Linked DNA regions of Sus scrofa: region 2 is linked to region 1. The links are chromatin contacts, called in public HiChIP or PLAC-seq maps. All regions are on one chromosome and are shown on one strand. The core of a region is the stretch at or near the end of the contact, and the rest is flanking DNA. Distances in the headings are between cores, read along the strand shown. Region 1 holds the start of AP1G2 (AP-1 complex subunit gamma-like 2). Region 2 has its middle 16 kb from the start of NGDN.

Region 1 (5,737 bases), core at 2,149-4,648:
TGATGATCATTGTATAACTATAAATGTAATAAAATTCAATTCACTGAATTAAAAAAAAAGTTCACCGAGCCCTGCTATGCACCAAAGGCATTGCACTGAGGTGGACGGTGTCCCAGTCCTCAGGGAGATCAGTCTAGAGGGAAACGGAGACCTCGGGCAACCTCACGGAGAGTGGTCATATGAGGGATGTTGCGCCCGGTCAGTGGGTTCACAGAGCAACACACCTAACCAGCCCCCACCACTGCCCCACCTGGGCCAGCAAGTCATTCATGGTCTCACTGCTCTCCTCGTGGTTCTGACCCAGAATCCGAAGCAGACGAAGTATCTGGACCTGAAATGGAGTTAGAGGTTGAAAGGCTGGTGGGGTGGTTCTTAGCTTAAGGAGTTGTGGGGCGGAGGAGAAAAACTCAACACTGAGGAGAGGATTGGGAGGGGTCCGGCTGGTTTCCTAGAGCGTCTCCACCCCACCCCTTCAGGTCCACTGGCCCTATGAGGGGATCAGAGGTGTGTGAGGCCGGGTGACTTGGGGACAGGCTTTGTTTTTTTTTTGGCTGTGTCCACAGCATGTGGGAATTCCTGGGCCAGGGATAGAACCCACACCACAGCAGTGATCCAAGCCACTGCAGTGAAATGCTGGATCCTTAACCTGCTGCACCACAAGAGAACTCCAGGACAGGATTATTTTTTTTTGATTGTTACCAAAATACATTTTCTGACCTTCAGGCATCTCCCTTCCCACCCCGGTCCTGGGATAACCTGGGCAGTCTGTGCCTGCCACTCTCCTGCCCAAGACACTGACTAAGCCAAAGTGTTTTCTGGGAGGTAGAGTTTCCATTGTGGCACGGTGGAAACGAATCTGACTAGTAACCATGCGGCTGCAGGTTCAATTCCTGGCCTTGCTCAGTGGGTTAAGGATCCAGCGTTGCTGTGAATTGTGGCATAGGCCAGCAGCTGGAGCTCCGATTCAACCCCTAGCCTGGGAACCTCCATATGCAGTGAGTATGGCCCTAAAAAGCAGAAGAAAAAAAAAAAGTGTTTTCTGTGAGGTGACCACTGGCCATGGGCTTACTAGGCTTTTTGTTCAGGGATACAGGAGGGAAGGGTCAGCCCACCTGTAGGAAGGGGTCGCTGACTCCAGATATGCTGTGTTCTGTGGAGTATCCCGTCGTCACCAGACTCCGGAGGATGTGCACCAGCTGGGGCACCACCTGGAGGGAGGGCACAGCCCAACCTGGGCATTTTTCCAAATCCTCTCAGCCTTCAGCCCCATTCCAAGCCCGCAGCCTCTCTCTTCCTGGCCCGGGGCCCCACCCTTCACCAGCCCACCTTTCGAAAGTGCTTGAGAGCTGCAGGGCTTCGTTCGCAGAGCTCCGTGATCAGCGTGATGGTGCCCAGCAGGATGCCTGGGTCAGGGTAGGGGAGGTGAACGGTGGGCCGGGGCCCAGGGGGGCCTACTGTGCGTGTGTGCTTGTATGCACCTGCTACTCTTCTCCTAGAAGCTGGTGTTCCTGCCCGTGTTTTCCTTCTGTCCTCAGCCAGAGCTGAGGCAGAGGACAAGGATCCCCGTAGTCTTACCATGGTGGCGTTCCCGAAGCAGTTGGGCACAGGGTGGGAGGAAGAGATTGGAGAGCTCGGGGACCTTCCGGATCATGTGCACTGCAGTCAAAACAGCCTGCAGAGGTGGGGGCTCAGACAGGGCGAGGGTCTGCCAGGATGGACCCATCCCCCACCTCCACCACATGGCAGGTGGGTGAGTTTCTGGAGGGGCAGGTGCCTAGAACCTGCCATCTCACCTTCTTGCGCACGTAGGGGCTAGGTTGCAGGAGCAATTTCTCCACCTCATTGGCCAGGTCCCGGCACATCTCAGCAGAGCCCATGGTGCTTAGAGTGCACAGGGCCAGGCCTTGTATGGCCTGAATCCCCTGGCTCAGGTCACTGCAGAGTTTTGGGAGGACGGTCAGGCAAGCCTCTGAGAAATCCAGTCCTTCCCAGTACCTGCAGCAGGCAACCCTTTGGGATTTCCCAGTTTCCCACTCTCCCATCTCCCTGATTCCAAGCACTTCCCAGAACCCTCTCACTTCTTGATGCTGTTGGTAATTAGCAGGTGGGCATCCTGCCTTTCATCCAGTAGAAGCATGGCCCCCAGGTAGCCCACCCTCTTGTCTGTGAACCTGGGGGAGGCGATCAGTTTCAGGCACTCCATCTACAGGGAAGGGGGTAGACCAGGAAGGGGCAGGGATGAAACTGGAGGTACTAACGTCCCTTCTCTAGCCTTCTCCTTAACACCAGATTAACTTGTGAAGGCAGGTATCCCACCACCCTCCCTTCAACAAGAAGAGAGGTTTAGGAGATTCAATTAGCGGGTAGTTTCAAGGAAACAGGAGAATGGGAAACAGAGTAAGAGGTGCCCTGAATGGCGCTGGCCAGAGAAGGAAGGGAATGACCAAGAGGGGCTGTAATGGGGAAGGACTGCGGTGTATGCTGTGAGGGCTCAGCAACCATGCAGAATAAAGAAATCGGGGCACAAATAGGTAAGAGGGTCCGAGACCCTGCCCCACTAGCTTCTCTCATCAAACTCGGAAGAGAGGCGTCCCTGGTCAATACCTGTCCAAAGTGGGCGGGGTAGCCTAACATGTGGACGTAGAGCAGTTTGGCCAGCTGGCGGTGCCTGTGCAGAGGATCCCCATCGCGGAAGGAGGCCCGGATATGGGCGCACTCCTTCTGGATCACTTCCCGCTCCTGGGCCTGGGTCTTGGCCTCACGAATCTCCTGGATTAGCTCCTGAAGCTTCAGCGAGGACACCACCATCCTGGGGGTGCAGAGCCCGCAACGGAGAGGGCTTTGACCCTCTGGCAGGGAGTATCCGGGCTTCCTGCCCAGGTTTGCCCCTATACCAAAATTCTGAGGGTTCGGGTCCCACAGCTCCCCGAAAACCGAGCTCTCCCCCCATGTGGGTTCCCAAATTCCGCCCCCTCCTCACCGCGGGAGACCTCCACTACGCATGCGTCCCCGCGCCCATTTCTACTGAGCATGCGCCGGAATCCCGCCCATTTCCCCCCGCCCCCCACGCTACCCCTCGCCGCCTCCACCTGGTTTCCCATCCCTAGCTCAGCCATCTCCTTTCTAAAGCCCAGCGCTGTTTCTTTCGCGGCAATCTGCGTTCACGTCTCAGGCGGCCTCGGCGTCCCCACACCGGGACGCCAACCCTGACACCAGCCTCACCTGGCTTCAGTCTCAACTCCGCTCCTCTCCCCCCAGCGCTTCCTGGTGCAAGCCCCACCGGGGGTTGGTGCCTGGTCCGGTCCTTCCTTCTCCCCGCCCCCATCGCGGGACCCCGCCCCTCCTGGGCAGTCCTGCTGAGCAGCCAGAACTGCTCTGACCTCAGGCTTTTCTTGTTTGCAACTTAAGGGAAGTTGTTAACTACTTAGGGGAGGTGGGACTGTGTAACAGGCTTGGGGGTCTCCAAGGAGGGCTCCTTCACCTGGAGAGCCTCTGAGAGCTTGGGTCTGCAGCCATCGCACCCGAAGGAGAGGACAATTCCCCCCCCTTTTTTTGAATTTTTTATTAATATATTTTTTTTGTTAAATTTCTTTGTATTTTTTTTTCCTGCAAGACTTGATGTTGGCGGCACTGTTGTAGTTTAATTTCAATCCCAAATTCCATGAAATAGAAATCAGAAGTAAAGGTTGAGAGGGGAGGAAGGAGGGAGGCAGGCCAAGGAGTAAACAGAGTTTGACTAGAAAAAAAGAGGAGGTTGTGTGTGGTGGGCATTCCCAGGCAAGGCCATTCCTTGAGGGAGGGGTTGGCAGGCAGCTTGCCTCTGCCTCATGCAGGGGAGGGAGAAAGGATCCCCTGGGGACCCTGCAGTCCCCTCTTCCTGGGGCTTCCTGCTCCCAGGGGAAAAGCTACTACCAGGGATCGGCCACAACCTCAAACAGGGCTCTCCACCCATCTCTCACCCGGGTTTGACTCCCACCTCTGCGATGCCTGCAAAGTATGAGAGATTGGTTTCCTTTGATCCCCTCCTTCTGCTGTTTTCCCGGTTCACAAGATTCTGATCTGATGTGGGGAAGGGATGGAACCCACTTAGAGGCTATTAAACAGCTCCTGCTGCCCTGTGAGTTCCTACTGTCTTGTCTGGATCGTTCTCCAGAACTGCCTCCCCGCTCCCCCCCGGCCACTACTGCCAGAGGGAGTGGGGCCCTTGCTCAGGTGCCTCTAACCCTCTGCAGTAGAAATGTCTTCTCCAGGCCCCTTAGAAATTTAATCAAAGGCCACAAGTGAGACTAACCAAATTAACTTTTAGGGGAAGAGAGAAAGGTGGGAGAGGTCAGTGGGTAGGGATGCATGGCCACATTGGACATTTTCTTTCCTTTACACATTGCTCTTCACATGGCATGCTCCCAGGGGGGTTGGACGAGGGGCTGGCTGTTGAGGAAAGAAAGAGCGAGAAGATGCTGGGGAGCCATTCTGCTTTTCGTTCCCGTTTTCTCCTTCAGGGAAGGAGAGAGTCGGGCAAGAACCCAGCTCAGTGCTTGGGGATGAGATAGGATCCTCCAAGTTCAGAGATGGAGGCTGTCCCCCCTCCAGCTTGATCACTAGGCCTCAGAGGGACACCAGGCCCCTTGGGTCAGGGAGTCACAGCAGCTCGGCCAGGGCCTTGCCCGGTATGCAGTCTTCTCCAATACAGAGTATCCCCCTTCTCCATTTTCTTCTTCCTTTCCACTCAGCTTCCACGAGACTCCTCAGGACATCAACCCCCCACCCTCATCCAAGTTCAGGTCTAAAGAAAAGGCAGGGGAGGGAGTGGGGCAATGGTCTGACTTAGAATTGTGTGTCTCAGAGAAGAGAGCGACTCTGAGCGAGAAAAGCCCTTCATATGTAAACAATCTAGAGAGAGAAGGGGTGGGTGGGGAGGGGAGTGAGGAAGACAGAGGCGGAGCCAGGAGAAATGAGAGAATCTGAAAGGAGAAAGAAAAAGCAAGAGACAAAACCAGAGGGGGACAGAAAAGAAAGGGAAGGGAGGAGAGGAAGAAAGGAGCAAAAACAACCAGGAGGAAGGAAAGAGAAAAAGGCAGGTCAGAGGAGTGAAGAGAAGTAGGCCAGGCAGGAGCCTCAGGTAAGGAGCTGGGAGAACAGGAACGCCAGGCTGAGGTCCAGGAGGGCCACGGCTCCCACCACCAGCGGGTTGGCAGCTCCCTAGAGAGATGAGGGGAAATGCAGTCTCAGTGCCTGAGGACCAGGTCCAGACTCTACCTTCCTGAGGTGGCAAAGCAGAGGGGGTCCCAGGCACCTCTCCTCAAAGGCCAGAGCTGGGAAATCTCCAATCTTTGCTTTTTTGGATTGCAAAGCACCCCTCTGCTTTCAGGCGGGGCCCCACCTTCCCTCTGGCTCCCTCGAGTCAGCCCTTCCCCCGCTCCCTCCCCTCCCCTCCCCTCCCAGCAGCACGTGGCCCAGGCAGAAGGTGCCTGGCCTTAGTAGCAGACGTTGGCAGCAGCCGCCTTTACTGCAGTGAAGCAGAGAGGGATGAAGGGGTGAGGAGGTGGTTGCTAGGAAACAGGAGAAGGCTGGGAGTCCAATCAGAGTGGAGGGTTCTGGGGAAACTCCACCCCTCTCGGTTTTCTGCCTTTTTTCCTATTTCCCTTCTTCCCCCGAGAGGGAGGGAGAGTCAGGGTAGGGAGGGAACAAGCTTTTCCTTTTTTATTTCTGGGCACCAAAGAGAGAAAGTGTGGAGGTG
Region 2 (5,737 bases), core at 1,707-4,206, 80 kb before region 1:
TATCCCGCCTGTTAGGTTACTGAGAGGTCTGAAGGGCAGAAGCCGGGACTTCTCCCTCCCCACCTGCACTCCAGACACCTGTGCCTAGGCGGGGGGCCTCTTTTGTTGCAGCCTGTAACCCTCCGCCATGCCCATAGGTGGTGCTGCTGTTGCTCTGCACGTAGGGTCCTCCCCACCCCCTGGCGCCCTCCCCCTCTACTGCCTGATTGTTATTCCACCAGCGTCTCCTCTACTGTTCCCTTCCTCAAATTAATTTTGTGGCGCTCTTTTTTCTGCAGTACCATCTTCTTCCCCTCCCCCCTGCTCCAGCTCCATGGCTTTCTCCATTTCTCTCTGTCTGTCTGTAGGATTTCCATCTCACTCCCCTATCTAAAATCCACACTCTTCCTTACTCCCTTTATTTTTCCTTATCTCTTCTGCCTTTGGCATCTTACGGATGACTCTTCTAATGAAAAGGGGCCTCGGGTGAGAGTGGATTAGAAGAGAACAGGGTCAGGGGAACTGAGGGGTCCGTGTTGAAGGCTAGGTCAGGAGAAGGCCAAGGCTCTGTGAGGAGAATGAATGGAGAAGAGAAAGTAAAGGCATCCCTGGCTGTCCAAGTCTATTCAGTGCCTGGATTCAGATGGAGTTCAGCTGGCAAGGGACACTGTATTACTCGAAGCTACAGAATTTGGTTCCGTGTGCCAGGAAAGTGGGAGATGGGGAGTCATAAGAATTCAGATAATTAGAGTTGCATTCAAAAACCTTTGGTTTAGATTGCTAAGGATAGCTATGCTTTTGTTAATCCTCTATTTTGTAGACTCTGGAGGAAAACCATGCTTTAAAACCTATTCTATGCCCTGTTTTTGACCTTTTGAGTCCTCAGAAGGTCCTTATCAGGGCAGCCGTGACACCTACTTGATGGGCACCCCGGCTTTCTGGTCACTGCTGAGCTCAGTTCCTACTGCAAGACCTCAGTTTTCCCTTGTGCCTGCTTCCTCCTTCTGTCATTCCCTGTCTCTCCTTTATCTCAGCCAAGTTTATAGGCTTGCCCCACTCAGCCATAGCTCCCTTTATTTGTTTAGTCTTCCCAGAATATGGTGCAGATTAATCAGATGTTACCCTTTGTCTTGCTTCGCCGCCTTCTTAACTTTGTCTGCAGACCACTCATTGTGTGACCAGTATGGCCGCCCAGCTAACTCAGCGGTGTTTGTGGGTTGTAAAGTTATCCAGTTTCTAGGATGGCTAATTACCTTCTTACCGAGATATTGTTATGGATTAATAGTGTCCTGGTAACTCCCTGGATAATAGTGCTAAGTCTTGGCCTTGTGTATGGCCTAGGAGTTGTCCACGAGATGGACAGTGCGGCCTCTTTCCTTAGCTCTCTGTTGGGAGGAGGCCTTTCTTAGCTTAAATGGCAGTCTCAGAATGACTAGCTCCCATTTCCCTAGCATGCGTGAGTCAAGGCTGACTCCTGGAGTCAGGCAGAGTTTGCCTGTGAGGCAGAGCCCTAGAAAGAGCCTCAGTGCAAAACGCCCCATCCTTCAGTGTGTTATCTGAGCCTTGGAGGTGCCTAAGGAAACCTGTCTGTCTTCTGCCTGCCTCTCCTCCTTCCTAAGGTGTGTATATTGGTGGAGGCAGGTGAGCCAGTGGCCTCTTGTTTCCTCAGCTGATTTTCCTGCCGCCCTTTTCAGAGACCTCTAATTCTATTCTTGGGACTCTAGTTAGGGTTGTGGACTCATGTAACACAGATGATGAAATCTTTAAGATCCCTCTCCTAAAAGCATGGCTCATAAGTATTTGTTGCAGTTTTCAGCTTTAGTACCTTCTGCCAGACTCATAAATTAAGTTTTAACTGTTTCTTCTTTAGGTGCTTATGGTACTGTGGCTAAAATTGGATTGGCTAAAATTTTTGTTTCCTTCCACTCAGATGCTGTAGAGGGAAGTGGTTTGTCTAAAACCATACAAATAATTCATTAGCAGAGCTGGCATAGATTCTGCATCCTCTCAGACATCTAGGTCTGACTTTGTTGACTACCTCTTGAAAACTAGTGTTCCCATTTCACCCCCAGAGTCACTGACAGCCTTGAAGCCAGCAGCACAGTCAGGTTTAATGTCTACGCCAGCCTGGACAGGCCTGCTGAGGGAGGGCTTCAGCCGTGAAAGAGCTGGGGTGTGCAGGCCGAGAGGGTCCCCGGCTCCCTGGGAAGGGCCAGCACCCCCCTCAGGTTACACAGCCCTGCCTAGTGGAGGCGCCTCAATGGTGCTAAGATAGGGAGTCTCCGAAGTCCTGGCTTCAGTTTTCCATCCCAGATTTAATTTGACCTCACTGCTCATATACTCCTTCCACTAAGCCTTCTCCCTCTTAAAAATATCTCAGGGCTGAATAGCACATGGTGGTGGATACAGGGGACTCTAAGCACTGCTGCTCATTTGCAGCTAACTCTTGGGTCTGGGACCACTGAAATAACAAAAGGCTCTATGGACCACCCACTTCCTCCTGCTAATGCTGATAACCTTAAATCTTAGAGAATTTCTACTGTAAAGCCATCATTGTGCCTCTATTAATAAATGTTCCTGTAATTTTTATTGTTAATCAAAGCCTAGACTAGAAAATAAGCTCAGAAAGCATTCATGTATTTCTGACTGAGCCTATAGCAACTTACTCTGAGCAGTGCTTTGTCTCATCTGCCAGCCTTGGGTTTAGCCCCCTGGGTGACCTCTGGAGAATAAAAAGCCCTTGAGTGTCTACTTCCTCTCTCCCAATTTCGATTCACTCACTGCTAGCTCTTGCAGGAAGCCCTAGGTGGTAAAGAGATCAAATCAGAATTCCCAGCCAGGAAAACCCTGTCTCTTAGCTACAGTGACCCTTATCTGCCATTGCATTCAGTTCTGTGGCGGTTAACACCAGAGAAGCTTCATCTGGCTTCACACCCTCCTTCTCACTTTCTTTCAGTCAAGTCTTATGTAATCTGTCACTGATGGCAGACTTCCTTCTTACCCTTTTATTCCCTCCCAAGGCTTTAAGCTCCAGAGCTTCCTAGATGCCTCCCACCAAAAGGACGCTTTCTGAAACACAGCCTTTCCTCTCTTTCTCATCCCTCAAATCCTCAAATCCATCCCCTAATGGATGTATTTCCCTCAGTGTCAAGTGACACTCTTAAAGAGCCAGCTGGGTGCTGCTAAAAATCCCATTCCTCACCCATCTCCCTGCTGGAGCTCCTGGAATTGGATTCTGCAGCTTCCTGTCATCCTAGCCTCCTTTTCTGTTCATTTGAAAGCTTTGCTCCATTGCTCTTGATAAATTCCTGGTTTGGCAGAAGTATCCAGAATTTTGGAAGATCTGTAGGACGAGTCCTCTGGCCCCCCAGTTGACCCTCAGAGGGATCTGCTCTTGCCCCCTCCCTGCTGTGCTGACGACTCCCCCCCCCCCAACCGCCTGGCCTGGGCTAGGCGGAATCAAATGTGAAAGTCCTCTGCACAGACACTCCAGCCAGCCCTCTTTATCCTTCTTGGCAAACAAAGCATGGCTCTGCCCCTGACTTCCTCCTCTTCCTTCTCCAATATTTATTTCTTCTCCTTTGCTTTCTCCCACTTCTCCCTTCCCTCCACGAGTACCCTTCATTCCTCTTCCTTTAAATCTCCGTCTCCACCTGCTCACTGTTGCCCATCTGCACCCCCTCCCTCCACCCCCCCATCTTTCATTTTCCATTGCTGTCTTCCTCATCGCCTGCACATGCTGAAGAAGCAGCGTGGTGTGGGAGGAGTGGCTGCAGATGGGTCACTGATTGTCAGAGTGGGCAATCCCTTTTTCTCCAGAGGGTCAGTGGCTGTCTTCCCATCTTGTCCTCAGTGGTCTTTAGGAGCCAGGGAACCCCAAGACGCTGACTCTCTTTTGGGATGAACAAGCTCTTTCCTCGTTGCTTCTTCCTGTTATTTGGCTCCGACACCCCCTTCCTTAGCTCTTCCCCAGCGTGGTCTCTCCTTGTTTCTCCCACTCTTTCCTTCGTTTTCTCCCTCTTTCTGTCTCTCCCCAGCACAAAGCGGCAGCGGGACTGAATGAGTCTGTCTAGAGGCTCTGCCAGGCTGTGCCCCTCACTTTTGCCCCTCCCCCGTCGCCGTGCGTGCCGTTGAGGGGGGGAGGGCGGTGGCATGGTGCCAACCAACCCAGAACCATCTGCGGTGCCTTCTGCACTGAGGCGGGCTCTGTTTCGCCTACCCGCCTCCTCTCCCACTCTTCCTCTCCCATTTTTAATTAGCTGCTGAATTAATTAAATCCCACGTGCTAATTAACATTCCTACAGGGAAGAATGCTAGGTCAGAAAAGTAGGAGGTAGTAAAGCCAGGCGTCTGTCCATTTAGGTTAGGAGACTGAGGGATGGGAAGGGGGCTGAAGGGCTGAAGAGGAAAGAACAGTGGAAAGAAACCTGAGGGAGGTGTGAAGAAACAGAGAAGGGAAATCATGGTGAGTGGAACCTATTGAAAAGGAAAATAATTAGAATTAGTAACAGTGGAGGAATGAAAGTGTCTTGAAGCCTCTGAAGGTTAGAGGTAGAGCTGTGGGTCTCAAACATTAGCATGCAAGAATAACCTGAGAAATAATGATATAGAGGATGTTCATTTGCTGCCTTGAACATCTTCTAAGAAATAAATCTCAATTTTAATAGGAGTGCTTTGGGTTAGAAATGAAGGAGAACTTCCCCCTTACGTGCTCTACCAAAGGAACTCTTTGGAAGATAAAGTCTTAAAGTTTGCCCAAAGCCAGGTGAACTTTGAAAGTTGTTCTAGAAAGACAGATACTAATCCTTAAATGTGTCTGTGTCGTGGAGAACAAGAAAATCCAGGATGGAGAATTCAAGACATATTCTCAGTTCCCTTTCCTCATTGCATTCAGGCTGAACTTTGAGTTTGGTCTCTGTGGTCTTGTCAACATTTTAGGGATGAGCCATCCCTTCAAATCAGATAATTGCTTCCCTGGGAGGTTTAAGGCACTGGTTCCTAGTTGGGACTTCAAAAAGACGACTGTCTATTGGCTAGCATGGCTTCTGTCCTTGACCAAGGGCTGGAGAGGCAGGATAACAGCTGGAGATACATATGGAGCAGAAGAAGGGAGATTGGGGTGTCAATGCCGAGGGTAAGCTAGGCACTGAGGCTTCTGTCAAGGTCACTACTGTGATCCAACCTGAAGAAAAGAGGGACAGCTTGCTTGCATTGCTTTTCTCATCTGAAAAGTAAAGGAAACTATATTCAGTTCAGTTCTAGACTTCCCCGCCTCGTCTAGCCCCTCACCAGAGAACTGAAGTCTGGGAGGAGTCCATTGAGTTAGCAGAGTCCCCTGATGGCAGCTACCTCAGTGTATCCTAACGTTTTCAGTCTGAAATACACCAGGAGCAAGTTCTATCTTATTTCTTCCCGAAACCACCATTTACCTCGGTGCATTCCCCACTGTTACTCATACTGCAGTAATGAGCTTGCACAAACATTCGCATATTAACTCTACAAGAGCATAGAGTATCATTAATTTAGCAACATTTATTAAGCACTTACAATCTGCCAGACACACTAGACATTAGGTTTAGATATAAAAATAAGGAATGAGGAAGTTTACTTGTGGCTCAGTGGGTTAAGGGTGTGGAATTGCCTCAACTGTGGTGCAGGCTGCAGCTGTAGCTTGGGTTCAGTCCCTGGCCTGGTTACTTCCACATGCTACGGGTGCAGCCAGAAAATAAATAAATAAAATCACCAATGGAATCTTCCT

Evidence for each region. HiChIP or PLAC-seq counts read pairs in DNA pulled down with a chosen protein or histone mark.
Region 2: an H3K27ac HiChIP or PLAC-seq map of alveolar macrophages shows a contact between it and region 1. The contact joins the enhancer-like site here to the promoter of AP1G2 in region 1. A contact is called at or near these places in 2 of 5 promoter capture datasets (fetal liver and fetal skeletal muscle), 22 of 47 Hi-C or Micro-C datasets (adipose tissue, alveolar macrophages, blood and 13 more) and 2 of 2 datasets of contacts at active chromatin or transcription factors (alveolar macrophages and skeletal muscle).

What each region holds. Positions count from the first base shown.
Region 1 is chr7:75,530,792-75,536,528 of Sscrofa11.1, reverse strand. AP1G2 (AP-1 complex subunit gamma-like 2) reads right to left here and starts at 3,398. Exons shown (of 21, transcript XM_013978200.2): 1 at 3,223-3,398; 2 at 2,605-2,809; 3 at 1,794-1,935; 4 at 1,576-1,672; 5 at 1,327-1,403; 6 at 1,113-1,208; 7 at 251-331. The coding sequence starts at 1,877. It overlaps JPH4 (junctophilin-4), which reads right to left. Exons shown (of 6, transcript XM_001928670.6): 6 at 3,546-5,199. The coding sequence ends at 5,116.
Region 2 is chr7:75,610,215-75,615,951 of Sscrofa11.1, reverse strand. No RefSeq gene overlaps it. Among named protein-coding and RNA genes, the nearest start is that of NGDN, 16 kb to the left of the region's middle. Within about 2 kb of position 2,956, at least 11 of the 83 cell types and tissues checked have an H3K27ac peak or open chromatin away from gene starts, as enhancers often do. A contact at or near this core is called in alveolar macrophages, where this site is marked.